Linked DNA regions of Sus scrofa: regions 1, 2 and 3 are each linked to region 4. Evidence: chromatin contacts called from public HiChIP or PLAC-seq data. All regions are on one chromosome and are shown on one strand. The core of a region is the stretch at or near the end of the contact, and the rest is flanking DNA. Distances in the headings are between cores, read along the strand shown. Region 1 holds the start of LOC100518827. Region 2 overlaps NREP (neuronal regeneration-related protein). Region 3 overlaps NREP (neuronal regeneration-related protein). Region 4 has its middle 18 kb from the start of YTHDC2.

Region 1 (2,700 bases), core at 57-2,556, 480 kb before region 4:
GCATATGGAGGTTCCCAGGCTAGGGGTAGGGGTTGAATCAGAGCTGTAGCTGCTGGCCTTCACCATGGCCACAGTAGCTTGGGATTCAAGCCGCATCGGTGACCTACACCATAGCTCATGGCAATGCCGGATCCTTAACCCACTTTGTGAGGCCAGGGATGGAACTGTGTCCTCATGGATACTGGTCGGGTTCCTTAACCGCTGAGCCACAATGGGAACTCCATGAATGTTATTTTAAATGTTGGAAAAGCCGCAAAAAAAGGTAAAAGGAACCAGCTAAATTAATCTTAACAGTAATTCACCATGTGCTCAATATTGTCATTGCAACCTGTAATCAATATAAAATCATTGATGATGTATTTGCATTTTTTTATTCGTACTAAGTCTTCAAAGTCCAGTATATATCTTATATTACCAGTACATTTGAGTTCAGACTAGTCCCATTTCAGGTGCTCAGAAGCAGGCCTTGGCCAGTGTCGCTGGAGCAGTGGCAGGAGGGCAGGGTGGCTTGAGATGCAGTGTAGGTGACAGGCAGGAGCAAATCCTGTCAGGCTTTGTACCTGTGGTAAGGAGTTGGGATTTTATGCTGAAATTTTAGAAGCGATCAGTACCAGAAAGAAAGTTGAGGTGGTTAATTGGCTTTATGCTGATAACCATTCCTCATTGAAAGGATAGAGGCTGCAGTCATTTGGGCTGACTGGTAGCACCTGGGGCTCCCTGCACCTGTAAGTCCTAGTAGAGACTTATTCAGGGACCACCTCCCAGGACCTTTCTTTGTTTCTTTGAAGCAAAAAGAAACAGAAAAGAAAGAAAAAGAGGGAGGGAGGAAAGAAAAAAAAAAAAAAAAAAAAAAAGGAGAGAGAGGAAGGAAAGGAAGGAAGGACGAAGAAAACATAAAATGCAAGCCCATAGCCCAGTGGTCGTCACACCAGGATTAGCCTGAATGATAACATCAATGTTGGGACAGTAGGGACAGTGACCATCCAGAAGTAAATGTGTAATGATTATGGGAGGTAAAGAACTCTAAGGACTTCACTAGGAAGTCTCTCTCATGTCTGGGGAGAGAAAGGTTGGGGAAGGAGAGGGACTCCTCAAAAAGTGTTACTGAAAGACACTGAAAGGTACAATGTGAGGATTATACCAAATTTCAATCTTACCTTCTTGCTAGAGAAAGTCGGGAAATTTCCTTGGGCTGGAGCAGCTAGCAAATCTAGGTTTAGATTCATCTCTCACTCTTGTTCTTTTGGGTAAATGATCACCTCTGTAAGCCCACGGTTCCTCTTGTCCAGGATAATACCTTTACCCATGTACCACATAGGTTTAAAGAATGAAGGCAGGTTTGTTGAATCATCTAGCACTGGTTAGTACATAGTGACACCCAATTAATGACTCTCATGAGCCTGACTCTTCTTGTTTACTGCCACCGCAGGTAAGGAACCTTGGTGGGTTGAGTTTCTTAAGGAAGCCGGGCAGGGGACTATGTTGCTGTGCGTGGTTTTTTTTAAGGGCTTGACATTTTGTTCCGACCTGATTCTTTCCTATGTGCCCCTTATACCTCTTCCCTAAACTCTGGATGGTTCAAGAATAGATAGAGGGGAGACATGTGTTTCACTTACTGGATTAATGTTGGTGTCAGGAAATTAATTCTAAATTCTTCATCGTCCTGTCTGCCTTGACCTCACGTAGCCTGGTAAGGAAAATCCAGTAATTAAGCCAATGCAAGCAGAAAGGACATGAGAAAATGATAGGGGATATTTTCTGCCTAGTTTCCCCTCCATCCTTGCCTGCTGGAGTGATGGCCTTGTGGAAGGATGTACAAGCTTCATACAGAGTGAGTGCGAGCATGGGACACGTTCAGTTTCCTTGTCCGGTGTGGTAGCAGAGTAATGGTCCTTCACACATCCTAATCCCCAGAACCCGTGAATATGTTTCATTACACAGTAAAACAGGGCTTTGCCCACGTGGTTAATGTGAGGGACTGAGAGATGAGAAAATAAAAAATGAAGAGGAAAACAGGAGAGTCAGAGATGGGGCAGAAGAGAAGGCTGGAGAAGACAAACTTCCATTGCCTTTGAAGATGGAGGAGGAAGATCTTTGAAGCCAAAGTGTATAGACAGCCTCTAGGAGCTGGGAATGGCCCTCAGCTGACAGCCAGCAAGGAAACAGAGACTTCATTTCTACAACTATATGGAACTTAATTCTGCCAACCACCTGAGTGAGCATGGAAGCAGATTCTCCTCTGGAATCTCCAGAAAAGAACACAGCCCTCTGATGCCCTGATTTTAGCCCAGTGAAACTCACGCCAGATTTCCAAACAACAGAGCTATGATAATACATTTGCGTTGTTTTAAGTTGCTAAATTTGTGTAAACTTGTTAACGGCAGCAGGAGAAAACGAATAACACACTGTTAGGAGTGGAGAGTGAAAAGTGTGTTGTTTTTCTTATTCTGCTCCTTGTCCCACTAATTTTCTTATCAGGAGCATAAGTAAGATTTTGCAGATAAGGTATGCACATTTGGTTTTAAAGTGCTTAATCATTATGGGGTTGACATTTTGGTTTTTTTGGTGTTAGGGATCTGATTTATTTATTTATTTATGTTTGTCTTTTTAGGGCCACACGCAAGGTATATGGAGGTTCCCAGGCTAGGGGTCAAACTGGAGCTATAGCCACTGGCCTACACCACAGCCAGAGCAACACCA
Region 2 (2,796 bases), core at 253-2,752, 360 kb before region 4:
TATGAGTTAGAGAACAATGATTTCTTTAATTATTTTTATTTTTTTAGTTATAGTTGGTTTATAGTGTTCTGTCAGTTTTCTACTATACAGCAAAGTGACCCAGTCACACACATATAAATACATTCTTTTTCTCACATTTTCCTTCATCATGTTCCATCTCATGTGAGTAGATAGAGTTCCCTGTGCTGTATAGCAGGATCTCATTGCTTACCCTTTCCAAATGCAATAGTTTGCATCTATTAACCCCAAGCTCCCAGTCCATCCCATTCTCTTCCCCTCTCCCGTTGGCAACCACAAGTCTGAATGCAATGGTTTTTAAAATAATTTTTAAAAGTTCTTTTCTCTTCCATTGTTAAGTCTTGGTATGTAACAGGTCCACTTTGGAAATTCACTCTTAAGAAGCCAATTACAAAAATAAAATATGTGTAAAACAAATGTCAATCCATATTTGGTATTTGAGTGTAATACATTACTCTGATGCAAAAGCCCAAAGGAACATATTTCTTATTTATATGTTTCTATTTTCCTTTCCCTTGTCTCTCCTCCCTCCATTTCTCCCTTTCATTCCAAAATGCCTTTAGTTCTGTTTTGTCACTAAGAAAAAGTTAGTTTCTTCTTGTCTGGCCAAAGGCCAAAAGTGATTGCCAGGCAAACTCAGTCACCTCTTTGAGGATTAATGTTGGGACTTCTACCCAGCATGCTCTAGGTTTGCAGTGTTCGTTTTGCCAAGATAAGTCTCTGGGCAGTCCCGTATGCGTTTGGAAGAGGACTTGAGAAAAGTTTAATCATTTGCGGAGTTGATTTTTGACAGGTCAGCAGAAAACTGCTTTATTTAATCAAGATTAATGTGTTTAAGTAAGACTCAGGAAATAAAGACTATTGGCTTTGGCGGCAGGTTTGGGCAACAGGCAAATGCAGAGAGTTCTAGGGAGAGCCACTGATAAACAGGCATCTCTGAAAAAAATCCCATAAACCTATAAAGAAGCCAGTTTTTCAGTTATATTGACATCAAGTATTGTTTTTAGACCCAATTAGATAGAGAAGAAATATTAGGCCTTGGCCTTCTTTTACATGTGACCATAATCTCCATTAGCAACAAAAACAATATCACTGAAACAGTGGGTTTCCAGAAAACCCTTCTAGAACCTTTAGTGAAGGCTTTGGAATAGAAGAGTAACTGGGAATTTAATTAGCATGCACTAGGGCTGGAGGAATAAAAATTGGATTACAGATACTTAACAACAGTAAAGGGAGAGGAAGGAAATGGAAACATTAAAAATATTTTGAATGGACGTGTGTTCTTGCATGCAGTGTCATCTAAAAGAGAAGCCAGCTAAATTTGGTCATCTTTTGAAGTTCCAGTGACTTGTATTTCCCAGGAGTGACCAGGCCCTGAGAATCTGACTCATGTTTACCAAAATACTTGCATGACGGAGGTAGACACAAGAATGATGACTTATTTATTAACAAAGGAAGGTATAACTACTCTGTGTGGCCTGGGACTACACGTGAGAGCACGATCAAGACAATCCTTCCCTGTAGACAAGTCTTCGTGAGACGCTTCGTCATAGTTAGAAACCATGGGAAAAATACAGGAATATCAGAAATAAAGGTTGTATCATCAATCTGTTCTTTCCCTAAAGTTAAGCAACTTGGGAGTCAGAGTTCCTTGGTGATCCTGGACTCAGAAGAAAGAGGCTTTAAATAAACGCAGTGTGCAGTGGCACCAGTCCAGGGGTATGTGATGTTTCCATTTCTTGAGAGGAATGGTTTTGCCAGATGGACCAGGGCAGGCACTGTCTTATGGCACATGCTTCCAATATCAGCTCAGCAAAAGAGTGGCTTTGCAATTGGACTGAAATAAGTATAAGCAATCTCCTTTTCAATCTTCTTGGATTTTTGGAACTGTACAAATCTCATCCTTAAATCTATTTCTATTTGATAATGGAGAGCTTCTGGGAACAGCTTTATGTTACGGATTATCTTCACCCACTGTTACTCTCCTGTGTCCATCCATCTCTTTCTTCAGCCAGCCAAACTGGAGAATTAAACGTGATAGAATAGAATTCACCACCTACATATTTCAAATCTTTACTGATGTTACCACATTCGCCAGTCCTCAGAATTGCAATGTGGCTCTTGGTTGAATATTGTGGTAGGGATAGGTGTTCCAGAATATTTCATATATTACTTACTCCTATATTCTTTTGTTCGTTTGTTTTTGGCCACACCCATGGCATGTGGAAGTTCCCAGGGCCAGAGATCGAACCTGCACCACAGCAGCCACCAGAACCACAGCAGTGACACTGCCAGATCCTTAACCTGCTAAGCCATGAGGGAGCTCCCTTACTTCTGTATTCTACTCTGTGAATCAGGAAGCTATCATGGGGGGCTCTATGATTAAGGATATCAGTTCTTTAGCTCCTGAATTAGTAATTGCAATTAACCGTATAATAATAGATTCAGGGTCCTCCTAAACCCTCTCTGAGGCTGTCACCATTTCATTTTAACTTGAGTCCCCTATGTCATCCTTCTGACCAATAGATAAGAGTGATATTCTGTGTCCTCAGGAATTAGTGTTGGCACAGAGCCAGTACAAAAAAGATTGAGTTTCACATTCCCAGTTAATTCAGTAGCTTTCTGTGTAGATGGATAATAAGAATAGATAACATTTATTGAGCACTTACTATACATCAGGTACTCTTCTAATACTTATTTTTAAAGGTTCTAGATGCTGGTATCTCACCAAACATACACAGTCTTTGGCATAAAGAATATTTTTTTTCTGGACCCACT
Region 3 (2,750 bases), core at 128-2,627, 300 kb before region 4:
CATATACGCAATGGAATATTAGCCATTAGAAGAAAAGAAATAATGGCATTTTCAACAACATGGATGGACCTAGAAATTATCATGCTAAGTGAGGTCGGTCAGACAGTGAGACACCAACATCATATGCTGTCGCTTACATGTAGAATCTAAAAAAAGGACACAATGAACTTCTTTGCAGAACAGATACTGACTCACAGACTTTGAAAAATTTATGGTTACCAAATGAGACAGGTTGGGGGGTAGGGGGGTGCACTGGGGGTTTAGGATGGAAATGCTATAAAATTGGGTTGTGATGATCATTGTACACCTATAAATGTAATAAAATTCATTGAGTCCAAAAAAAAAGATGCTATATCAGAATAAATGAGTAAATAGGAATACTGTATATCATCATGGATAAATCTCACAATGTTTAAGCAAGAAGGATGCAGACAGAATGATACAATTTATTTACAGTTTTACAAAATAACTACACATATTATCTTGAGATATGTATATACATAGTAAAAGTATAAAGACATTTTTGGAAAAGCCAAACATCAAGTTTAGGGTAGTGAAAACCTGTGTCAGAGAGTAAGGATAGTGCTGTTGGGGAGCGGCACATAGGGAACTTAAACTGCAATTTAACATTTTAGTTCTTAGGCTAATGGGGGATACATAGATGGTGGGTAGATGAGTGCTCATTATCCTATATCCTAGACCTATTTGTTTGTCTCAAGTATTTTTATAATTAAAAAAATTCGGGGTTTTAACATTTTGAATGCCTTTGTGTTGGACTGCAGGTTTTGACCTATTGTTGATATACAGGTGCAGTTACCTTGAATCTTAATGTGTTACTCAGCGGTAGGGCCGACATACTCCATCCCTGGAGCCGGTTTGACAGCACATTTAACGTGAGGACATTTGTTTTGGACGATGAAAATGCTTTTAATAACCTTGGTCTTCCAGCAACACTCTTATTTATGATTAGAATATGTTGCTATGGAAAATTGCTTGTTGAGGGGGAAAGGGCTTTAAGATTTTGTTTTGTTTTTCATTTGTTTGTCTTCTTGTACTTTAACCTTACTTCAGTTTTCTTACCCAGATTCTATGGCTGTATTGTTGTTGTCTGCATTTTCTTTTTGAACATTCTAGTAAGAGATTCACAAACTATCTTTGCCCTTTATTTCACATTTTAGGTGGGTGAGTTTTGGTCACCAAGCATCAAGTTAGGTGGTTTTCTCATTCTCCAGAGAGGATGAGAAAAACTGGAAATGCCTTCTACATGGGGAATTGATTAAGCTCAGATTTTTTTTTCCCACACTGGAAAGATGCTGATTTGGATTCATAGTCATGATATGACTCAGCCACAGCTGGGAACATGTTGTCCACTTACAGTGAGCTGTTCTTTGCTTGGGAAAGGTGACAGACTGACAGGGCAGGGGAGAGAAGTGCTGGATTGGTTTTGGTGTTTAGGAATTTTTTCCATGAAGACATGCCTTGGACTCCCATTCACTTTTGCATGTCCCTTAGGCACAGCTGTCTGGAAAGGAGTCTTGTTTTTGTCTCTGAGCATATATGACAAATGATCTTTGAACCTGGTGTAACTGAAATAGCCACAGCAGATCCTAGCCTACATATCTACAGATTGTTGACATAGAGGCAAGTACCACCGGGGCATCTCTCCCTCTCTTGTGTGCATCTTGTAAGGCAGGGCTGAGTAACAGTAAGGACTGTTAAGTATATAGTTTGTATTGTTGTTTTTTGAAAATAGTGAGGATTCATTTCACTATGTTTCGGCCAGCATTTATCCAGTACACTGCCTTCTATTTTCTTCACAGCTGTTCACTGCCATACATTTCTGATCCAAAATACAAAGTTGTCCAAAAAAATGTGGAACACATTGACCTGATCTTTGCACCAGGGAAGTCACATTACAGGAAAGATGAAATTATTAGAATGAGGCTTTTGTGGGGAACTGAATATTTCTGGATTTATAGGGATGATTAGGCCCCTATCTTTCTCAATGCAGTTTGTCTTCATTATTTAATATTTGGGGCCAACAAATGTGTTTTCTAACAAATATAACTTTGATATCCAAAACATTTAATGTGGCTCTCGAAGACTGAGTTGGCAGCAGATGTTGAATTAGAAATTATGAGGAATGTGAGTGAGCGTTGCCAGCATGGAGTATAGCATGTGAACATAAACTGATCATAAAGTGGCAAAGTCTAGGAAAGCCTTAGTAACTAACAAGAAGACATCTTTATACGATGTCATAAAGAAATAAGTTTACTTCAAACATTACATGAATACTAAAATTTATGTGATAACTAGAACATGCTATGAAAAATTTCCTGGCCAAGATGCCTTGCTTTAAGATATGCCTTAAAATAATTTAAAATTATCACATCCGTGCACTCTTCCAAAGAGTGGTCACCTCTTAGAAGGAGGAAGAGTATGGTATATTTGTTAAGAGCCTAATGTTTGGACTTAGGGTCCAGCTTCTCTAGAAAACCTCTGAGTGGTTTCTCTCTGAGATTTATTTTCTGCATCTGTAAAGAACAGATTAAAGTAATTACATCATAGATTTGTTGTGAGGATTTAATAAGATAATATAAAGCAGCTAGTCGGCTCAATAAGTGATATCTATCATGATTACATTATATAAATGATATGTAAATGATAAAACTGAAACCTTTTCTAAGTTGATAAATATCCTTCTATAATGTAGTTCAATATTATTCATTTATCATATCACATTTCTTATT
Region 4 (2,700 bases), core at 154-2,653:
AGAATTAGGTCCAACTTTTAAAATTTTACCCAGTGAACTTGGTGTTCATTGATCACAAGAACAAGTGCTTCCTCTTCTGTGAAGATAACGGTACCAGAAATGTCCCAATAATTCAGGTGCTATCACTTTTAGGAGTATTTTATAATACAGCCAAGAGATACATGATACCCAATGGGTCTTGCTTGTGAGAGACAAAACTCCTTGCTTATTGGCCAGAATTTCTGGCTCTTATACAGCCTCTGAATCCTGCTCCACTGTGCACATTCTCTGCAGTGGAGTTCCAAATCCACCTCTGTTTTTGGAAAGAGCCGTGCTGGGCATATTGAAGCCTAACATCCTTATTTATATAATTCCTCTTTCTTTTCCCCATGGTCATGCCTGGATATTAGACTCTAACATCCAAACTGGTGTGAGATAAATATTTGATTGTAACTGAAAGACATCACATACAGCTCAGAACATGTTTTTATATGTAGGCTGTCTAAGCACAAATCTCCGCAGGCCATCAACTTCCCTGTGACCAGCTGGACCCTGCCCGTGCAGTTCTGATAAAGTACATCACTGCCTTTGTGAAGCATTCCCTGGCTCCAAATGTTCACAGAATTCCCGCCATGGCTGGATCCCCTGGTTCCTGTCTTCAAGAGTGAGATGGCATCAACCCCTTGAACACAGCCTTGAGGGAGTCAATAGGACCAGCCTGTTTCTGGCTTCAGTGTCTCCCAAGGCTGCTGGTATACCTCCTTTGCATGTCAGTTATTGACTGCTTATTGTCTCTTAGTTTGAAATAGAATAATTAATAGAGGAACACCAAGACTTCCTGAAACCCAAGATGAATATGAATTATATATATAAATACTTACAAATTTGAACTTATCTGACTTGACCATTCATAAGGCAAGAGAAGCAAAAGGTATATGAAAATGGTATGTCAAGGATTGGGTACAGCCTGAAGTGGGGATGGATCTGATCACAAATAGATCCATTTGTGTCCAGCACAATAACATAAAATTGTAGGCTGAAAGAAAAAGGTTGTGACATTGAAGGAGCATATAGTGTTTAGGCCAAAGTTTGTAAGAACTCCCTGGCCGCTCCATCCCCGAGATCTGAAGTCCAGGATAAAGCCATCATCAGAGCCCTGAACTCACCGTCCAGAAAGAAAACGACACAAGTGCCTTTTGACAGGTCGCCTCACAGGACAGGCCCCCGATGTTGACACATGTCTCCCATGGCCCAAGCACGGGTAGGACATTCCTCGTGAGCGCTAGGATTCGAGCACAGGGCCATGTAGGGTGAGTCAGGTGGAGGCCTGAGAAAAACCAGATGCTTGGGAAAGAAGTAACAGGAGATACTGGAAATACTGTACAGTCTAGACTGAATGCTTCAGTGGTCTCAAGATAAACAAAGTAGGCCAAGGGTGAAATGTGTGAGCTCAGTCAGCTTTACCCATGAGAGTTCCAGCTCCTATCTTCAGGAAACAGCTCAGGCTCGATTTTGACCACAGGCAAACTTGGCATGCACTTTCCTTGCTTTCTTTCAGCCTGCTCCATGTGTTTGAATTTCTATGACGGCACATTCCCATCACAAGCACTTCCCCAGATTTGAGGGCCCGGTCTTGGGGCATAGGGAAAGGAACTCTCCCCAAGCGTTTCCTTCCTGAAGGAGGTGCTAACCGAGGTGCCGAGGAAGGATGGGTGTGCTGGGGCTCTGCTCTGGCTGTTTGCTCTCCTCAGATGTTGCCTGCAGGCCAACTAGTTCGCTGGGGATAGATCTGCAAAGGCTGAGGGAAGACCGGCTGGTCCCAGGATGGGCATGAGCCTAATGGTGCCTTAACCAGCTGATGTCAGAGAGGGTTGTCACTCATGTGGATGTGAGAGCCCATTAGCACACATCTCTTGGACAAACTGGGGAAACAGTGCTCCTAAACTAATGCTCGCAACATGGTCTCTCAACTTTTCTTCCATCCATCAACTTCTGAGGACCCATCCAGGCTCTGGTACTATCACAACAAGGGCCTGTCCATGTGGACTCACCCATCTGTGCCTAAGATGCTGCCAGAGCATGTCCCCACTTTCCCAGGGTGAGTTCCTGAGTTGGCTCTGTTTCCAATCAGCCTGTTTCTGACCCTGACTTTGATCCTTTGGCTCACATCCCACTCGGCTCCTCCAGCCTGGTGAACTTTTTGATTTATTATTCTTTTGACTTAACTGGACTTTCAATCAGCTCTCTTCCTCCTGAGAGTCTTATGTAGGCCCCCGTTGGCACCCTTCCAGGACCCCCTCCCACACTTGCAGATACTTTTCCAGGGCAGCCCTGACCAAGATCAACTCACTACACGGTCTCTCCCATATCTGACTTTTCCTAGGAGGGTGGTAGGAAGCAGCTCAGCAGAAACAGACATGTAATCAAGACATATTAGAGAGCCAGGGTCTTTGTACTTAAAACACCCAAATTCTCCATCAACAAATAGACTATCACAATATTTAGTCTATTGACTGATCAACTTAATGTTGAAACTACCAAGTCTTCTGAGGACCATAGGTGTCAAGTGTCAAAGAATTGACCTCAATGGGCAAGTAAACTTTTAAGTACTTGAAGAAATTCCAGGCTTGAGATCCCAGGCTTCCAAATGGAATTCACAATTAGAAGGATGATCTATTAAAACAGTGGCAGCATTTGTGCTATTTAAAAAAAAAATGAAAT

The links. HiChIP or PLAC-seq counts read pairs in DNA pulled down with a chosen protein or histone mark.
Region 1: a contact with region 4 is called in an H3K27ac HiChIP or PLAC-seq map of skeletal muscle. The contact joins the promoter of LOC100518827 here to the enhancer-like site in region 4. A contact is called at or near these places in 11 of 47 Hi-C or Micro-C datasets (adipose tissue, brain, embryonic fibroblasts and 6 more) and 2 of 2 datasets of contacts at active chromatin or transcription factors (alveolar macrophages and skeletal muscle).
Region 2: a contact with region 4 is called in an H3K27ac HiChIP or PLAC-seq map of skeletal muscle, with 5 times the contacts expected there. The contact joins two enhancer-like sites. A contact is called at or near these places in 1 of 47 Hi-C or Micro-C datasets (psoas muscle) and 1 of 2 datasets of contacts at active chromatin or transcription factors (skeletal muscle).
Region 3: a contact with region 4 is called in an H3K27ac HiChIP or PLAC-seq map of skeletal muscle, with 4 times the contacts expected there. The contact joins two enhancer-like sites. A contact is called at or near these places in 1 of 47 Hi-C or Micro-C datasets (embryonic fibroblasts) and 1 of 2 datasets of contacts at active chromatin or transcription factors (skeletal muscle).

Annotation. Positions count from the first base shown.
Region 1 is chr2:117,506,301-117,509,000 of Sscrofa11.1, forward strand. LOC100518827 reads right to left here and starts at 1,307. Exons shown (of 4, transcript XM_013995035.2): 1 at 1,234-1,307. The coding sequence starts at 1,307. The region is part of intron 1 of NREP (neuronal regeneration-related protein); the gene reads left to right.
Region 2 is chr2:117,625,604-117,628,399 of Sscrofa11.1, forward strand. All of the region lies in intron 2 of NREP (neuronal regeneration-related protein), which reads left to right. Among named protein-coding and RNA genes, the nearest start is that of NREP, 120 kb to the left of the region's middle. Within about 2 kb of position 1,503, at least 8 of the 83 cell types and tissues checked have an H3K27ac peak or open chromatin away from gene starts, as enhancers often do. A contact at or near this core is called in skeletal muscle, where this site is marked.
Region 3 is chr2:117,681,529-117,684,278 of Sscrofa11.1, forward strand. The region is part of intron 2 of NREP (neuronal regeneration-related protein); the gene reads left to right. Among named protein-coding and RNA genes, the nearest start is that of NREP, 180 kb to the left of the region's middle. Within about 2 kb of position 1,378, at least 10 of the 83 cell types and tissues checked have an H3K27ac peak or open chromatin away from gene starts, as enhancers often do. A contact at or near this core is called in skeletal muscle, where this site is marked.
Region 4 is chr2:117,984,323-117,987,022 of Sscrofa11.1, forward strand. No RefSeq gene overlaps it. Among named protein-coding and RNA genes, the nearest start is that of YTHDC2, 18 kb to the right of the region's middle. Within about 2 kb of position 1,404, at least 12 of the 83 cell types and tissues checked have an H3K27ac peak or open chromatin away from gene starts, as enhancers often do. A contact at or near this core is called in adipose tissue and skeletal muscle, where this site is marked.